5 separate regions of the Mus musculus genome follow, and all the other regions are linked to region 1. The links are chromatin contacts, called in public Hi-C and promoter capture Hi-C maps. All regions are on one chromosome and are shown on one strand. The core of a region is the stretch at or near the end of the contact, and the rest is flanking DNA. Distances in the headings are between cores, read along the strand shown. Region 1 holds the start of Cbwd1 (COBW domain containing 1). Region 2 has its middle 8.3 kb from the start of Gm26207. Region 3 holds the start of Fam122a (family with sequence similarity 122, member A). Region 4 overlaps Kank1 (KN motif and ankyrin repeat domains 1). Region 5 overlaps Kank1 (KN motif and ankyrin repeat domains 1).

Region 1 (3,465 bases), core at 317-2,816:
CACTAGCAGGGACTATTAAACCCCTAGTCCTTAGGAGTCACTAAGCTGTTTTCTGTATCTCTAGATTTGCCTGTCATGGACATTCTTCTATATTAATGGACTTGCATAATGTATAGTTTTTATGAATGGATTTATTTTTAGCACATCTTTGAGATATGCTTATCTGGTAGCAGGTAGCCAGTACTTTGTACCTGTTTTTCACCAATTAATTTTTCCAGTCTGGATATGTGGCATTTTGTTTGTCTATCAGTTGATGGGTGTTTAGAGTACATTGAACACCCAATGTATATAACTTATTAAAACCTCATTTTGAGGGGCTGGAGAGAGAGCTCAGCATTTAAGAGCACTGACTGCTCTTCTAGAGGTCCTGAGTTCAATTCCCAGCAACCATATGGTCGTTCACAGCCATCTGTAATGGGATCTGATGCCCACAGAGCAATGCTTGCTAGCCCCTCTTAAAGCCTGAAATTAAACATGGTCAAAACACATAAAAAGATGCTCAGTTTTGTTCAAATCCAAAGAAATACAACTGATGATCACATTGAGGTACTATTTTGTATTTAATTGGGAAAAAAATTCATGTCTGCTAATATTGACATTACACCAATATGATCTCTTACATTGTTGGGAAAATGTATGACTGTCTCAAAATGAAACAAAACAGCAACACCTGAAAACAATTGACAGGAAATTCAGTAGTGAAGCTGGAAATCCAGCAAACCCCAAGAGAGTATACATTGAATGGTACTCTTTTTTATGAAATTGAAAAACAAACAATGGTCAATGTTATTTATGTGCGTGTGTATAAGGACAAACCATAACAAACACATAAAGGAATGTTCAGTATTCCCAAGAAGATTCATGATTATAGTTAGTATTCTAGGCTGGGGTAGAAGAGATGCAATTTAATGTTTTTGGGTTAGGGTACTATCAAGGAATCCACTATAAACACACACAAAGGAGTCCAGAGACTAATGAGAATATTATGAACCAATAAATACAATTATTGATCTGAGTTTACCTTATGTCCAAGTAAAGGAGAAAGAAAAATAAATAAAACTATTACATTGTAAAAGATGAGATAGCTATAATACATAATTATCATTGTAGAATAATTATAATATATAGCATGACTTCACAATTACTCTTTTCCTTGTGAATGAAAGAGATGGACTTCATGAGAATAAAAAAAAAATGGCAACTTGAAAAATGTCTGTCCTGTGGTGAAGCTGCCCAAGCCTAATAGGTGTTGCCTCAGCCCAAGCAACAGACAGTGGCTAACAGCTGGAGCCCACTACAGCTTCGAGGCAAGGGAGCTCCTAGCGTCCTAACAGCAAAGTGCAGTTTGGCCCACGGGCAGAGGGCACGCCCCTAGAGCGTGCTTCACACCCGGGGGGTGTGTCCCTCTCTATAAGGGGCGTGTCCACTGTGCGTGGGGGTGTATCTATCTCTGCGTAGGGGCGTGCCTCCCCCGGGAAGGCGTGTCTAGTTTGAATAGTGGCGTAGCTGGAGGGCGGGCTGGTTCCTCAGAGGCCTGCTCCGCGACGCGTTGTGGTGACATCATCAGCCCCGCGCCGACTGAATCCTGTCGCGGAAACGCGACTGGCGGCAGCTCTTTAGTTCTGGAGTCACTGGTGTCCTGCTGGCGGCATGTTACCTGCTGTGAAAACTGTGGAGGCGGAAGAAGAGTACGCGGAGGATTGTCCTGAATTGGTCCCCATTGAGACCAAGAACCAAGAAGAGGAAAATCTTGACTTCATCACTAAGATTCCAGTCACAATTGTCACCGGGTACTTAGGTAATTAAGGGGGGCTGCCGTGTCTCCTCAGGCACCCGGGCCTCCTGGCCGAGGACGAATCTTCGAGGTAGGGGCTGGGGCCTCTCTTCTAGCATTTTCAAAGGTAGTTTTGAAACTCAGACTCACCTAATGTTATGGTCTCTTGATTAAGTTGTCTTTCATTTGTGAAGCTCATCTCCCCTCAGTTTAGAGTAGAAATAATAAAGTCATCTGAGTTTTCTCATTAAAAAACAGAAAAACAAAAAACCAAAGCAAAACAAAGCCAAATGGTCTATTGTTATTAAAGGATGCCCTGGTCAAGGAAAAAAAAAAAAAAAGAAAGAAAAAGAAAACAAAGATGCCGACTGTAGATTGCCTGACACCTTGCTTAGTGGATTCCATTTCACAGGAACCAAACTCTTCCAGCCATTAGTGACAAGTCCTAAACTGTGCCCTCCCCTTTTGAGGTCCGCTTGGAAAGCACTGTTAAGAGATTGATTTAGAGTAAGACCTTTGTTTTGGGAACTTTCCTAAGCTGGGGGTCTTGAGGGTGCACCTCGGGGGTGTGGTCCTTGGAAAACACAGATTTGTGAAACACGGTGCAGTTTTCTGAAGATCAGTCCACGTGCTTATTTTTTGTTGGAAATGTCTAGATATCCTTTTAAAGCATTACAGTTAACAGCAACAACAAGTAAGTGGCTGAAAATGTGGACAAATAAAAATTGTGGAAAAAATATGAATCAAGTGGTACTCTCATTCCTGTGTGTTGCAACAGACAAGTTGAATCTCGGTGCACCCTTTAGATACAACAAAGAAATCACTGTTGTCTCCACACCACCAGGTTTTGTTTGTTTGTTTGTTTGTTTGTTTGTTTTTCCCCTTCTAGAGTCAGACCAAGGATATTCTAGATTTTACTTGGGCTTCATTTTTATAAAGGAATAACGTTTTGGATTCAGATGCTATTCTATAGAATCAGAGCAAATTTCCTGGTCCAAAGAACATACTTCAGAGTTGGCCCTTGGCCTTTCTGCATTTGGCTTACTGATAGATGAAAGGGACAATACAGGTAATGGCCTGAAGCTCTGAGATCAGGACTAACTCCACCAACCTCCTTGTTCCTGACTGAACCTAGGGGACAGCTGGCCTCCTGTGTCTTTTTTTAAATTTTGATATACCGGGAACACTGTTCCACTAGCCTCCACATTTTCGTTGTTTTTCAACCTATTTCTCTGGCTTCCATCCTTCAGATTCACTTCTGTATAGTTTTTAGTTTAATGTCTTACAGGCATTTCCATACTTAACATGTCCAACACTCTGGACACTAATAATTTCTCAAATCCTGCTCCTGAGATTCCCAACCATCTGCAACACTAACAATATTTCCTCCTAACTCTGGTAGTCCTGAGTCTCCCTGCTCCTTAATATATCTTGGTGCTAGCCCTACCTTTCACCAAAGTGTTGCTTGATTGTCACATCCTTTAGTGGGTTCTACTTGGGTGAAAACTTAAGTTCCTTAGCAGGAATTCAAGGACTTCTATGATCTGGTTCCTTCCTAACCCTCTAGCCTGTCAGATGGCCCAACATATTGAATTTACTTCTTAAGTGGTTTCAGCCTTCCTAATGCTGTAACTCTTTAATATAGTCCCTCATGTTCTGGTTAACACCCCCCCCCCACACACACACACACC
Region 2 (3,465 bases), core at 622-3,121, 500 kb before region 1:
TGCAATTAAAAACCTATTATGTTGTCAAATTTCTTATGACCACCATTCAACCATCACATACACGGTCTAATAAGCTGTGACCTCGTTAGTAGATTAGAACTAATCATACCTGGTGCTTTTGGAACATACGGGGGAATCCTCACACATCCCACAGATACACAACATGCACAGCAAACCAAATGTTAGCTATGGATCCAAGTGCCACAGATTGCCAACATTCAGATTACAAAGTTGTCCCAGTTAGGATTTCTATTGGCTGTGATGAAACACCCTGACCAATGGCAACTTGCAGAAGAACGGTTTGTCTGGCTGACACGTTCAGAGTCATCATCCATTGAGGGAAACCAAGGCAGGAACTCAAATAGAGCTGGAACCTGGAGGCCAGAGCTCGTGCTGAGGCCATGGAGGGATGCTGCTTTCTGGCTTGCTCTTTATACCTTGCTCAGCCTTCCTTTTCGTAGAACCCAGGATTGCCAGCCCCAGAGGTGGCCCCACCCACCATCGACTTGCTCCTCCCCCATTAATCACTAATTAAGAAAATGCCCTACAGGCTTGCCAGCAGCCAGAGCATATGGAGGGATTATTCACAATTGAAGCTCCCTCTTCTATGACGTCAGCTTACTACAGCTTCTGGGGATCTTCAATATATAGTCTTGTAGAACCAGAGCATGTTCAGAGAAACCTTGCTATGGTATGGAATATCCTCAAAGGATCCTGCCTCCGTCTGTGTTGGTAGAGGCTGTATCCTTTCCGTTCCAAGCTTCTGTGTATTACTGTCATTTTGGATTTTGTCTCTTTTCTTCCCCCAGCGCTATGCCTTTAAATCGGGGGGAAAGTCACATTCTCATTTCAGCTGCAAAGCTGTAGCTTCCTTCTGGTGACCCCACACACATATGCACAGAGGCTATGGAGGGAGCTCAGAGGTGGTTGGCAAGTGGGATAATTCTTGTTTCCTTTGGCTTGTTCACATGAGGAGAGAGGAGAGCACAGCTTTGAAAGGGAAATAGGGTTGAATTTGTTAAGTGGGCATGACAAGCTTTCTGTCCCAAGAGTCCAACAAGGAGGTGACCCTTTGGGGTGACTGACTCTTAGTTTCGCTCAGTGGTGAGAGTGCGGAATCCCCCGCACAAAATCAAGGCCAGGCTAACCTTTCAAAGCCTCTGTGCTATTAAAGACTATTTACCTGAGCTGGCAGGTGAAATTATGGCCCGGGGATGAAAACATGGAGGGCGGCAAACGGAAGAATTAGTGCCCTGTTCAAATTAGGTTTGCCGTTCAAGCAGAGAAACCTTTGCCTGTTGGGGCTGCTGAGGGCACCTTCAGGGGTCTGCAGCCAAGGACAAGGTAGAGAAGTGGCGAATTTTTACCATGTTTCAGCAAGGGCTCTTACCTACACCCGTTTCCAAACCTGCCCAAGCCAGAAGAGCCTAGGAAAGCAGGGGCTCAACGGGGCCACTGCATTTCAAGTATCTTCTTGGTTTTGTATTTTTGTTTGTTTGTTTTCCGGTGTGGATCTGGTAACTATCTGCTTTGCCAGAAGACCTGCAGGTTTTTGGGTTTTTTTTTGTTTTTTGTTTTTTCCTTCTGGGATGCTTTGGCCTTTTATTTTTATTTAATTTTATCTTATTATTTTATATGTACGGGTCTTTTGCCTGCATGTATATCAGGGTACCACATACATGCCTACTGCCATGGAAGCCAAAACGAAGGGTCTTTGCTTTCTTAATAGCAAGGAAATGGACAAGAATTACCAGAAAAAAAAAAAAAAAAAGCAAAGCGTCTAAAAAACAGCTCTGTCACACTGCTTCCAGTGGCCTTTGAAGGGGAATAATGGAATCGGTGACTGAGCGCTAAGGCACGCCGCATGCATGACTCATTAAACTGCCATTTTCAGCGCTTTGCCTTGCACTGTACAAATGATAGAATCCTATTACAATCTATGCTAAGTTTAGGCGCTTTTCTAACTGGAAAGCCCTGTGGTCCCAGCACTCACTGAGCCGTGAACACAGACATCATCCGAAACCCACGGACAGTCATAATGGAGCTGAACCTGACAAGCCACTCGGATGTGAGCCAGCAGCCCAGGACCCTTAGGCCGGGATGCACAGTTAATTACTACTCTTTTATTTATTAGCTTTTCTCCCTCATTGGATACAGCTGACTTGCTACTTCCTGGGATGAGACCCGGGGCGTCGGGTGGGAAGGAATAATTTTTTAAATTATGAAGCAATTTCTTTGTTACAAATCTGAGCTCAGATGCAAATGCTAGTCATTGCTTTATACTAGGGCAGCACCCTTTGAACTTAAAAAGACGGGCTTTTCTCTCCTTCGGCTGGGGTGAGCAGGTCAGACCTAGCTAATCATTGGCAGTCTCTGGTGGGTTTCTCGCTCTTCCTAAGGAAGCAGCCTACCTGCCCAGTGACTTCCCACGACCCAGACTTTTCTTAAAACCTTTCTGATATTAGTAAACCCCACAGCCTGCTCCACTCTCCCAACTGACAGGTTTGCTCATCCGCTTATGCAGCCTTTCACCTGGGTCTCATCCAAAGAGTTAAGGACTATCTTTGTCGCTGTCTGTGGGTTTGAGTGGAGCTGGGCTGAGTGAATCAACAGGCTTGGATTTCAGTGCCACCAGGAAGTCATTTTTGATTCCTGCTTATTCAATGGCTCCTTCCCTTGTGCAGACGTTGAAAAAAAAAAAGTCACTCTTGGGAATTCCATCTTTTGCCTTTGTTCCTGGTGAGGCACAGTACATTTGTGGCCAGCAAAGCACTGTCAACTTCTGCAGGAGGACCTGAGTCACTCCATGGGATCCTGTCCCGTGAAGAGGTTGGGTGAGCAGAGGGGGGTGGGGGGGTGGGGGGGGGAGCAGCTGTCCGGGGAGGGGTTCAAGCTGGAATGACCATATCCAGAAGTACTGCTGATGCTCCATCCACTGGAGGCAGCGTTGACACACTGGAGAAAGGACTGGCCAGCGTGCAAACACGCATGTGCCTGAAGATGCCTCTTGATTAAAAAGCAAGCGACGAAAGCAACTGATCTTCTTGTGGGAAACCTCTTCAAATACGTAAAAATGAAAATCAAATTCTAATCCTATGGTTCAGAAGTATCTAACACTTTTCTCCTGGAGATTGCTCATGGTTGCATAATAGCAGATCCCTTATCTAAACCAGGATCGGTTTTTGTTGATAGGAATCACATGGTAACGATTTGTAATCCCAGCTACTTCAGAAGCTGAGGCAGGGGGATGGTAAATTCAAGGTCTGCCTGGGCTATATAATGACATCAAAGCCAACATGGACAACTTAGGGAGACCCTGTTGTAAAATAAAAATGAAAATAAAAATAAAAATAAACTGGTAATAAAGACAGGGAGATAGAATTGTGTGGTAGAAGTTTCACTTAGCATTTGCAAGGCCTTAGGTTCAGCTCCTAGTACCAGATCATGAGGGAGAGAAGGAAGGAA
Region 3 (3,465 bases), core at 318-2,817, 480 kb after region 1:
TGGCAAATCTCATCCCAGATGACATCAGTGGATCCCCTTCTCCCCATTCCCTACTGTTACAACCCTACCCCAGTATTCTGCTCTCTGTAGCAGCTTTCTACTCTATCTTCTGGCCTCCACTCTTGCCTCTGGCCCCCTTTCAGCTCATTCCATGGTGTTTAAAGCAAAAACCATGCTGAGTGTGGCACGATATGCCCTTAGCCCTACTTCCTTTGGGAGTGAGGTGAATCACTAGAGCCCAGAAGTTTGAGATTAGCCTGAGCAATGACTTAGTGAGACTCCATCTCAAACCATAACAGATAAAGCCCAAGCCTATTATTCCCCTGCCTAATACTGCTCAGGGACTTATAATCATAGGACTGGGCGCTCAGTCCGTTGACCTCTCAGGTCACCTGTCTCCTTCTTGATTTTTCTTTCCTTGTTCTTCCCCAGACGGGTGGGTATGTTGGCCCTTCGCATTGGTTGGAACACTCGGCCCTGCCCCCACCTCCCACAGTCCACAGGATTTGTCATTTACAACTGAACTCTGCCCAACTGCCCCTCAAGGGCTATATATAGGTAGTGCTTGACCACACCGTCCCACTTCTACCTCCAGCCATACCACCAAAAGTCCCCTATTTTCTCATCCCCCACTCCCACCCAGTAGAAACTGAATGTCCTCACACAAGTCCATTTCCTAGCACAGTACCTGGTACATAGTAAGTAGGTATGCCCGAATAGGAGACTTGACTGAATAAATGAACACATACAACTTCCCTGTTAATGAGATACAAAGTTTTGTATTAATTACATAAGCTAAAAATCTGTTGATCTATGAATGTGTCTTTTTTTTTTCTTTCATTGGATTCCCACACCAAGTGAACATTAGTATGTGCACGGTTAACGGCAGAAATATGACAACTTTTTTAAAAAAGATGTCACAAAGCTTCTTCCTCCCAACCGCCTTAAGTCTACTATTCTCTCTTGGCCCTCCCCGATTCTGTCCTAGTGTAAATCAACCTCCTCTTTGGCCTTTTCCCTGTAGGTTCTAATCCCATGTCTTCTTCCTCAGACCTCAGCCAAAGGCTGCTCCTGTACCCTAATATGCTTCCTTGAGAACGCCCGGGAGTTCATTGTTCTCAAAAAAAGCCCAGAACTTGCTCTTGTCCACCATCAGGCTAACAACCCTGTCCTCCTGGTTCCTGTCTGTCACCTAGCTGGGTAGCAGTGGCTCCCTGCTTCCAGTCCAGTTTTACAAAGCGCCGCCGTGGCCTCCTTCAGACTTCCCTCTGGGAAGCCCACCAGGCCGGGCCAAGCTCAATCATGAAGCCCCACATCACCAAGGGCCTATCTTTCTGAGCTCACACTTGCTTCATAAGCACATACACTTCTCAATGCCCCGGCCTCCGTAACCTGCCTTCCCGCGAGCCCGCGCCCAGTGACTATTTGCGGAAGAAACGAACACTGGAGTCGCCCAACCACTGCTCGCCCCCTGCCCCCGCCGCGGCGCCGCAGCCATGACGCACTAAGCTGGCGCCGCGAGAACGGGCGTGCCAGGGCGCCTGCGCGAAGGGGCACGCCTGCGCAGAGGCGCGAACCCGCTGACAGATTCTCGAAGGCGGCGGCGGCGGCGGCGGCCTTGGGCCGCGGGGAATGGGAGTCCCAGGGCCCTGACTGAGCACCGCCCCCGCCTCCCGGCCGCGCCATGGCTCAGGAGAAGATGGAGCTGGACCTGGAGTTGCCCGCGGGCGCGAGCCCGGCGGAGGGCGGCGGCCCTGGCGGCGGGGGCCTGCGGAGGTCTAACAGCGCCCCCCTGATCCACGGCCTCAGCGACTCGTCGCCGGTGTTCCAGGCCGAGGCGCCCAGCGCCAGACGGAACAGCACGACGTTCCCGAGCCGCCACGGCCTGCTGCTCCCGGCCTCGCCGGTCCGAATGCACAGCAGCCGCCTGCACCAGATCAAACAGGAGGAGGGCATGGACCTGATCAACCGAGAGACCGTTCACGAGCGCGAGGTGCAGACCGCAATGCAGATAAGCCACTCCTGGGAGGAAAGTTTCAGCCTGAGTGACAACGACGTGGAGAAATCCGCCTCCCCGAAGCGCATCGATTTCATTCCGGTGTCTCCGGCACCGTCCCCGACCCGGGGAATTGGGAAGCAGTGTTTCTCACCGTCCTTGCAAAGTTTTGTGAGTAGCAACGGACTGCCTCCAAGTCCCATTCCCAGCCCAACCACCCGATTTACCACCCGGAGAAGCCAGAGTCCCATCAACTGCATTAGACCAAGTGTTCTTGGACCATTGAAAAGAAAATGTGAAATGGAAACTGATTATCAGCCAAAGAGATTTTTCCAGGGCATCACCAACATGCTGTCTTCTGACGTTGCACAGCTGTCAGACCCCGGTGTGTGCGTATCTTCCGATACCCTGGATGGAAACAGCAGCAGTGCCGGATCTTCCTGTAACTCACCAGCGAAAGTCAGCACTACCACCGACTCTCCTGTGTCGCCCGCCCAAGCAGCCTCCCCCTTTATTCCAGTAGATGAACTTTCCTCAAAGTGACTCACTCATCTTGAATCCCCCTCCCCCAATGGAGAGACAAAAAAACAAAAACAAACAAAAAAAAAAAGAAAGAAAAAAATCAAGTTAGAGCAAGCACTGAACTTTGTCGATTACGTTAAAGCCGTTTCCTATTTGACTCTTCCCTCTTTTTGGAAATTCCTGAAATGTTATTCTAGAGAATTTCTATGTCAGGTTCCTGGGGATGCCCTTGAATTCAGTGTAGTAATATTTTCGGACTTTTTATCAATAAGTGTGTTGAAGCATACATTTTACGCTGCTAATATGTCTAAATACATATGTTATCCCTTGATTTTTTAAATAATTGAGAGCTCTATTTATTTATGGGATTATTAAGTTCTGATGAAAATATAAATGTTGAATTTCAGTTTAGTAAACTGATGTTTTAAAATTCCATAGTTCATGGCACACTAATTTTTGGTGTTTTCAATGGTTGCTATTTTACATCTACTGAAGAATTTACCTACTTACAGCTTTAAAAAGAATGTTAGTCATATCAGTCCATTGGTTGTCTAGTTTACCCAGGAGCCCTTGGTATTTAATGTCCTAGGCAGAAAGGTGGATGGGAGGGAAAAACGACAAAAGGAGAAATAGCACTTGCAGCAAATGTTTTAAAATTCAGTATATAAAGTAAATATTTACGGACATTTTCTAACACTTTTCATAGTAACTCTGGTAAATCACACTAATACAAGTACAGAAATGACAAGTTTCTTTGTGAAAACATTTTTAACCAGAAAGTGCATTCTTTTGGGTATAGTCCTAAACAAGCAGGGGGACGGTGCCTTGTAGTCTTAGCTCACATGGAGACAGGTGAAGGCAAGGCTCTTGCTGCCATCTCAGATTTAACACTTGTGAAATGTAAATGTGTGAGAAGCACCGTTGAGTGTTGGAGAATACCCAGACAG
Region 4 (3,465 bases), core at 340-2,839, 450 kb before region 1:
TCACAGATGGTTATGCACCATCATGTGGGTGCTGGGAACTGAACTTGGGTCCTCTGCATAACGGAGGACCACTGAGCCATCTCTCTAAGTTCTGTTTTGATTGTGAGCTGTAGTCTTTAACTGTAGAACCACCTCTCCAGCTCAACTAGCGTAAAAAAAAAAAAAAAAAAGTCACACTTTTTACTTCTGGCTAGCCTGGAACTCACTATATAAACCAGGGTATCTCAGACTCAGAGACCACTTGTTTCAGTTGCCTGAGTGCTGGGATTAAAGATGTGGGCCCACTAGAACAATATGCCCAGCAGAAATAATTTCTTTCTTTCTTTTTTCTTTTTTTACCAAGACAGGGTCTTATATACACTAGGCTAGCCCATTACTCCTTACATAGCCAAACTTCTGATCCTCTTGAACATCTGCCAAAAGTTGAGCCTCTACTCCTGGAGTATTGAAAATCATAGGCACGAAGGGATCATCACACCTGTTTAGCTATTATTACTTTTGAAAGTAAGATAAAACTTATGCACTGTTTTTACAAAAAAAAAAAAGCCATGTGTAAAAATATTCACAAAGTTATGGACGGACTCGAGATTAAGCTCTGATCACAGGGCGGGGGATGCAGCTTTGTGGCAGGAAGCATCCCTAGCAAGGACATACATGGCTTCATCTTAAGCATGGCTACAAACAACGCTCTGCTTTAAGCCCGTTTATCCCAATGCGCCCTTAAATCTGGAGTGCTTATTTGGTGATGGGAGCAGGCAATGGGTGGTAGCAGTTAATACGTGTTTAAATATATTCATAAGAAGGTCCTCGGCTGCAGTGGATGGTCAGCCTTTTACACACAGCTATTTCCATAAAAAAATTCTGCTGGGAGAGAACCGGGGAGAAGTCTTCTCATTTGATGCAGACACAGGACTCAGATAGCAGAGACAAATACATCCAGGACAAATACAATCAGTCAATTCTCTCAACTCCCAGCCTAGCAGAGCCTCCCTACCTCCTGCTCCCCTCAGCCCCACCCCCACCCCCAGGCCATTTAAGCACTACAGAGTTCCAGGAACATTTGTTTTGGCTTATTTTGATGCTCTTAAAGCATTTTAAAAAGCAGTATAAAAGGGAAAAACAGATACTAAGTGGTTTAGTACAAGAAACAGAGCTAACTAGAAACACAATTCTGTAATAGTTTCCCTTCCCATTCTTTTTTTGTCTGGATTTCTTCCTACAATCTTACACAGCTGAGAGGAGGCCTTCAAGTTCATAAACTTTTCAAACAAACCCAAGAGAACCAAGAACACAAGCGCAGAGGCTCCTGTGAGTGTAAAGATGCATTTTCTATAAACGATGTGGTAGGCTGTTACGTTCTGTTTGTATTCGTGCAGCGATAGTTGGATGTTTTTAGGGTATTTATAACTCTGAGTCATTTGTCTAGAATTTTCTTCCCCTTTCCAGAAAGAAAAAGGGAAAGAAAGGAAGGAAGGAAGAAAGGAAGAAAAATCCACTCTTTAAATCAACATAATTCCCTTTACTGTTGTAAAGGAAAACAAAGCTTACTTCTTAAGGTTTTATTGGTAACAAGAGGGACTTCCTTCCTCCTAGCCAGGCCCAGTGTGCACCTGGACTTGGGCAGGCTGGGCCAGGAGGATCATTAAAAGGCTGGCCTGATCCCACAGTGAGGGTCTGTCAGAGGAGCAGGGAGTGAACTTATGTCCTCTGGCCATTTTAACAGTACCAGGGAGTTAATACTTCTAGTCGTCACCAACCTCTGCTGTGTCAAAAGCCACACACACTGTCCCTCAAATCCCGGGAGAATGCTTATGGCCACTTAGGTGAGAAAATACACAGGGGAATAGCACAACTCAGGATTCACATTTTGCTAGAAAAAGAAAGCATGTTTCTAAAACACAAGGCACATACGCTCACTCTTGTACATAGCCACTACACAGGGGCACTCCAGGAGAACTTTATGTTTCGGTTTTCTAAAGGGCTAACTTACAATCACACACTCCCAATGCAATTTTAAATAGAACGAGAGTATTCTGTGTGATGATGTGGTTAAAAATAACAGTTTGTAGCCAGGCAGTGGTGACACACACCTTTATTGGAAGCCCTTGGGAGGCAGAGGCAGGCAGGTCTCTGTGAGTTCTAGGCCAGCCTGGTCTACGGAGCTAGTTCCAGAATAGCCTGGATCAGGGAGGGAAGCAGCAATAGTTTGCAAGCGGACAAGTGATTCTGTCATTGAACCCTTAACTCTAGAAAGAATGAACTTACAGACAGGGTGAGAGAGGGAGAGAGGGAGGGGGAGGGGGAGAAAGGGAGGGGGAGGGGGAGGGTAAGAGAGAGGGAGAGGGGAGGGGGAGAGAGGGAGAGGGGGAGGGGGAGGGGGAGGGAGAGAGAGGGTGGGGGAGGGGGAGGGAGAAGAGGGATTAAAAAGGGTGGGGGCTGACTAGAAGTTTCAGGGGATTTCCCCCCCCCCCCCCCCCCCCCCCCCCCGCTGAGACAGGGTTTCTCTATGTAGCCCTGACTGTCCTGGAAACCAATTTGTAGACCAGGCTGTACTCAAACTCAGAGGTCTGCCTACCTCTGCTTCCCCAGGACCTGAATTAAAGGCATGCACCATCACTACCACCACCAACATCCAGTAAGATGCTAAAGAGCACTTTTGCTTCTGAGGACCTAGGTCGATTCCCAGCACACGGACATTTATAATTCTAGGACCAGGGGGATCTGATACTCTCTTCTGACCTTTGCAGGAAGCAGTCATTCCTGAATGACATACATTCAGGCAAAACCACTCACACACACAAAACTTAAACAACAACAACAACACCCACAAAGGTTATTCGCCCAAGCTTTCCTTGGCAACTGCTCTGAACAAGTCCACTTCTGGAAGGGTGAGGACAGCAGTGGCAGCGGCTTTCTTTTAGCACGTGTGCAGCATGCGGCAGACTGCACCATGCTTCCCTCTTACAGCCCCCTCATCCATCCCCCAGTCTGCATTACAACCACAGAAAGGCACAAAGATGACTGCAGACAGAATCTCACTCAGACTCCCAGGCGACTACTGATACCCTGAGACCTGTCAGACCCTGATTATGACGCTTTTGTTTTGTTTTGTTTTGTTTTGTTTTAAGGATAAGGTTGTACGAATGAATGCCTTTTGGCAATGATATGTATTTTACACTGTGTGAGCAATTCTCCGGATTACAATGGTAAGTCACAGTTGTCCTCTGACACTTCCTTACACACAGCTTACAGATATTAAGAATGCTACTCCTTTCCTGTATCACGCCGGCCTAAATTTCCAGCCCACATATGCCAACATCCAATATGGAGTAAATTCTCGACCTAATTCCTTTCTTAGTAAATCTTGGTGACAATACATATGTGGCACAAGTTATATAAATGGCCTTGAAGGTTGCTCTTGTGTACTCTGACAGGGGTCAGACTAACTGCCTGCTACTGAGAGGA
Region 5 (3,465 bases), core at 256-2,755, 350 kb before region 1:
ATGTGCTAACGGTTTCCAGTTCCTTCCGTTCCAGAGAGACTAGTTTGACTAGAGAAAGCCATATGTTCTTACGCCTTCCTATGTAGCTATCATGTCCCCTTGTGGGGTACAGGCTTGGGTCCCCAGTGCCAGCACTGCTTGTCATTCTCACACCTTAATGCTCACACACCACCTAACACACCTGCCTGATGTGGCATTATGTATCCAGTTTAACTGTCCAGCTGGGAGCAGATGACTCGGAATAAGGTTTCCTTCAGCGTAGATAGTATCGGAGTTTTTAATAAGTCAATTCTCCTCTGAATCAGCCCTGCCAGTTACTCTTTGAGGTCAAAACAGGCCTTTATAAAAGGCTTCCTTTACTAAAAGGATTTGGAAAGGTTTCACCATAAAGAAATAATAAATGCTCGAGGAGCTATATTTACCTGGATTTGACTCACTCACAATATATGTGCACTTTAAAATATAGAGTTATCCAGCTGTGTATAATCTTTGTTCGTCAGGTTCAGTAACCATTGAGTACCAGGCACATCTAACCTGCTAGGACACATAGGTCCTGGGATACGCATGAACATGGCTCAGCACACTTGTAGAAGACACTGAGAAGCAAATGTCAAAAGGACGAGTACCACTTATTGACCATTCACTCTAAGGATCTCCTCGTGTGCAGCATCCGTTAGATCTCACACCTAAGTGAACATGTCCTAATTCTTCAAACTCATAACCAAGCTCTCCGCAGCATCACCAGTAACTTGCCATGGGAAAAGATGATGGGTTTCTACAATTTTATCCCAAAGATGATGGATAAAGAACTAAAGGAAGGTCTTGATGGGCGATGAGTGGGAGATGCAGAGACGTGGCAAGAAATGCAAGAAGAGTATGTGACAGAGAAGTGGAGCCACTACAAAGGTGAGAGAGGCACACCAACAGGAAGGGCATGCAAGCGCAAAGAGATGAGCGTGGTGTCTTGGAAACACACAGGAGGCCTCAGCCTCAGCCTTGAGAAACAGGAAACAGCAGATGGCTCCCAGGTGCAGTTTTCAATATGGCTGAGATGGTGTTGGGGTAGGGGGGGAGAAACCAGGAGGGCAAATGGGAACAGTAGACTTGCCTGTCAAGAACTCTGAGGTTGACTGCCGGTCACTTTCAAAGACTCTGCCTGACCTAACATTCTGATTAAAAACACCCGAATTCTTTCATTTCATTCCTGTCTCTGAGAAATCCTAGAGCAGAGGAAGAAGGCCTTGTTTGGATGGACAGTTTCAGAGAGTGGAGCAGCTAGGTTTACATCACGGTGGGCCATGAAGCAGAGAGCTAGCAGGATGCAGCACGGTGCGTGACGACCTTCCCCAGGGACACACTACTTCCTCCAACCAGCTCCCCGAAATAATACCACCAGCAGCTGGAGACACCTCAGTCCCAAGCTGTCACAGCACATATGCCTGGCCTGCCCCTGCTCCCTCCTCTCTCCTCTCAGAGTCTGACGAGGAACGGTTGCCTGCTCTGCCAACACCACCCTGCTTGCCTGGTTTTTATCTCCCTAAGAAGTCTTATAAACCCATTCAACACTTTACGCTGTCAACCCGGGAGAGCTGGCATTCGGCCGGCTGCTTCAGGAACACGATGGTTACTCACACAGATAAAAGAAAATAGATCACAAACCGGCAGCATCGTGTTGGGCAATTTATATAGTTAACACTCAATTATTTTAAAAGTAACATGTTTCATCTTTGAAAGGACTGTTTGTTCTCAACTGTAGGTTTAGAAAAGTCAAGACTGAAGCTTTTAAGTGCATTGGCAAACATCTTATTGAATCCTCTTCCACTTGGGCATATATGCAGGGCCAATGTAAAACCATAATAAATACCCAATCAGGAACCACCTGGTATTATTGTAACTGGCTTTTCCCATTTATTTTAGTGGAAGCACTGTGTCATTTAATAGTTTTCTACACCTTTATTTTAATGACTTCGTGAGACTTCATCTTTAAACTCCTTTAACTCACTGAAATAATTTCTTCTAAGTTTTTTTTTAAGATTTATTTATTGTATATGAGTACACTGTCACTGTTTCAGACACACCAGAAGAAGGCATTGGATCCAATTACAGATGGTTGTGAGCCACCATGTGGTTGCTGGGAATTGAACTCAGGACCTCTGGAAGAGCAGTCAGTGCTCTTAACTGCTGAGCCATCTCTCCAGCCCCTCTTCTAAGCTTTGATTGTAAAACAATGCCATATGAGATACCCTTTCCCATACTACTAGTTATTTTTCTAGAAAAGGTGACAGGCCCGTCACGTGAAACATAAAGAGTTGATACTGTGAAGAGTTGCCCATGAGAATGTCAAATCTACTCTCCCATACCCCTCGAATACTAGGATAGTATTTATTTCTCAATATTATATTCTGGCCACACGTGTTGACACACCTTTAATCCCAGCACTCAGGAGGCAGACACAGACAAATCTGAGTTTGAGGCCAGCCTGATTTATAATGTGAGTTCCAGGGCCAGCCAGAGCTACTACTACTACACACACACACACACACACACACACACACACAAGTCTGTCTGAAAAACAAACAAAATATACACAATATATATCCTATAGTCACTTCAAACTCAGTATGTATTTGAAGTTAAACACAGTTTTCCTTCTTAGATTTCTTATACATGCCCTTTGTTTATTTTTCTACCTGAGTGTTCCCCAAATCCATTTACACAACCTCATTATATCAGGGCATTATCCACTTGATTCCCTGACTGTACATTGATTAAAACCTTTGGCTCCACCGAAGCAGAAACTACTGAAGTCTCTGAGGCTCAGAAAGCATCCTGGTTTGGGTCTCAAGAGTCTTTCCTATAGAAGGATAAAAGAATGTAACATTCGCCTGCCTGGTAGTTTCCCCAGCTCATGGTTTTCCAGAAGAGGAACCTCTCTACTTTACTGTCCTACTGCAAAGGTCACAGAAAATTAAGGTAATTTACTCAACAACGAATACTTTCTCCTTTCTTCCAAAGGTCCTCTGACCTTTGACGTGGGTCAAAGTTATGGTCATAGAAACAAATGAACAAACAAGATCGCCCTACTAACTAACAACAGCGCCTTCCTTAGCATCCAGTCCTTGATGAAACTGTTAGGCAGCCACTCTCTGCTTTTACAGACAAACACCCAATAGAAAGATACATACAAGCCGTGTAGGGTCAGGATGATGGCTTACTAAGTGCTTACTACACAAGCATGAGGAGCTGAGCTCAGATGCCTGGCACCTATGCAAAAGCAGGGCATGTGTACGTGACAGACAGCACATGTGTGGTACCCCACTGCTTGAAGGTGAGCTGGAGGCAGGTGGATCCCTGGGGCTCCCTGCTAAAATGGTTCAATAAAAGAGTATGTTGGAGGAAGAGGAGGAAGGAGGAAGAAAAGAAGGAGGCAAATGAGAAGAAGAGGAGGAGGAAGAGGAGGAGGAG

What was found. Promoter capture Hi-C pulls out the DNA fragments that hold promoters and counts their contacts. Hi-C and Micro-C count contacts between places; a contact is called where the count stands out from the background.
Region 2: a contact with region 1 is called in a Hi-C map of the C2C12 cell line, with 5 times the contacts expected there. A contact is called at or near these places in 16 of 39 promoter capture datasets (the 3T3-L1 cell line, 3T3-L1-derived adipocytes, the C10 cell line and 10 more), 24 of 484 Hi-C or Micro-C datasets (B cells, the C2C12 cell line, the MNK3 cell line and 13 more), 6 of 130 datasets of targeted methods (astrocytes, embryonic stem cells, epiblast stem cells and 3 more) and 1 of 9 other capture datasets (embryonic stem cells).
Region 3: a Hi-C map of muscle stem cells shows a contact between it and region 1, with 4 times the contacts expected there. A contact is called at or near these places in 1 of 39 promoter capture datasets (liver), 3 of 484 Hi-C or Micro-C datasets (CD4 T cells, CD8 T cells and muscle stem cells) and 2 of 130 datasets of targeted methods (memory CD8 T cells and pancreatic cancer cells).
Region 4: a promoter capture Hi-C map of cranial neural crest shows a contact between it and region 1. A contact is called at or near these places in 8 of 39 promoter capture datasets (the 3T3-L1 cell line, the C10 cell line, cranial neural crest and 4 more), 1 of 484 Hi-C or Micro-C datasets (cerebral cortex), 3 of 130 datasets of targeted methods (the NIH/3T3 cell line, cardiomyocytes and differentiating embryonic stem cells) and 1 of 9 other capture datasets (pancreatic islet).
Region 5: a contact with region 1 is called in a promoter capture Hi-C map of pre-B cells, with 4 times the contacts expected there. A contact is called at or near these places in 15 of 39 promoter capture datasets (the 3T3-L1 cell line, 3T3-L1-derived adipocytes, the C10 cell line and 9 more), 17 of 484 Hi-C or Micro-C datasets (CD4 T cells, the CH12 cell line, Th17 cells and 10 more), 9 of 130 datasets of targeted methods (the 230-238 cell line, astrocytes, embryonic basal ganglia and 5 more) and 2 of 9 other capture datasets (adipose tissue and liver).

What each region holds. Positions count from the first base shown.
Region 1 is chr19:24,959,717-24,963,181 of GRCm38.p6, reverse strand. Cbwd1 (COBW domain containing 1) reads left to right here and starts at 1,566. Exons shown (of 15, transcript NM_146097.3): 1 at 1,566-1,798. The coding sequence starts at 1,651.
Region 2 is chr19:25,460,632-25,464,096 of GRCm38.p6, reverse strand. No RefSeq gene overlaps it. Among named protein-coding and RNA genes, the nearest start is that of Gm26207, 8.3 kb to the right of the region's middle.
Region 3 is chr19:24,475,576-24,479,040 of GRCm38.p6, reverse strand. It overlaps Fam122a (family with sequence similarity 122, member A), which reads left to right and starts at 1,567. Exons shown (of 1, transcript NM_026520.3): 1 at 1,567-3,262. The coding sequence starts at 1,685. The coding sequence ends at 2,539. The region is part of intron 1 of Pip5k1b (phosphatidylinositol-4-phosphate 5-kinase, type 1 beta); the gene reads left to right.
Region 4 is chr19:25,413,560-25,417,024 of GRCm38.p6, reverse strand. All of the region lies in intron 5 of Kank1 (KN motif and ankyrin repeat domains 1), which reads right to left. Among named protein-coding and RNA genes, the nearest start is that of Gm52392, 14 kb to the right of the region's middle.
Region 5 is chr19:25,313,706-25,317,170 of GRCm38.p6, reverse strand. The region is part of intron 2 of Kank1 (KN motif and ankyrin repeat domains 1); the gene reads right to left. Among named protein-coding and RNA genes, the nearest start is that of Kank1, 78 kb to the right of the region's middle.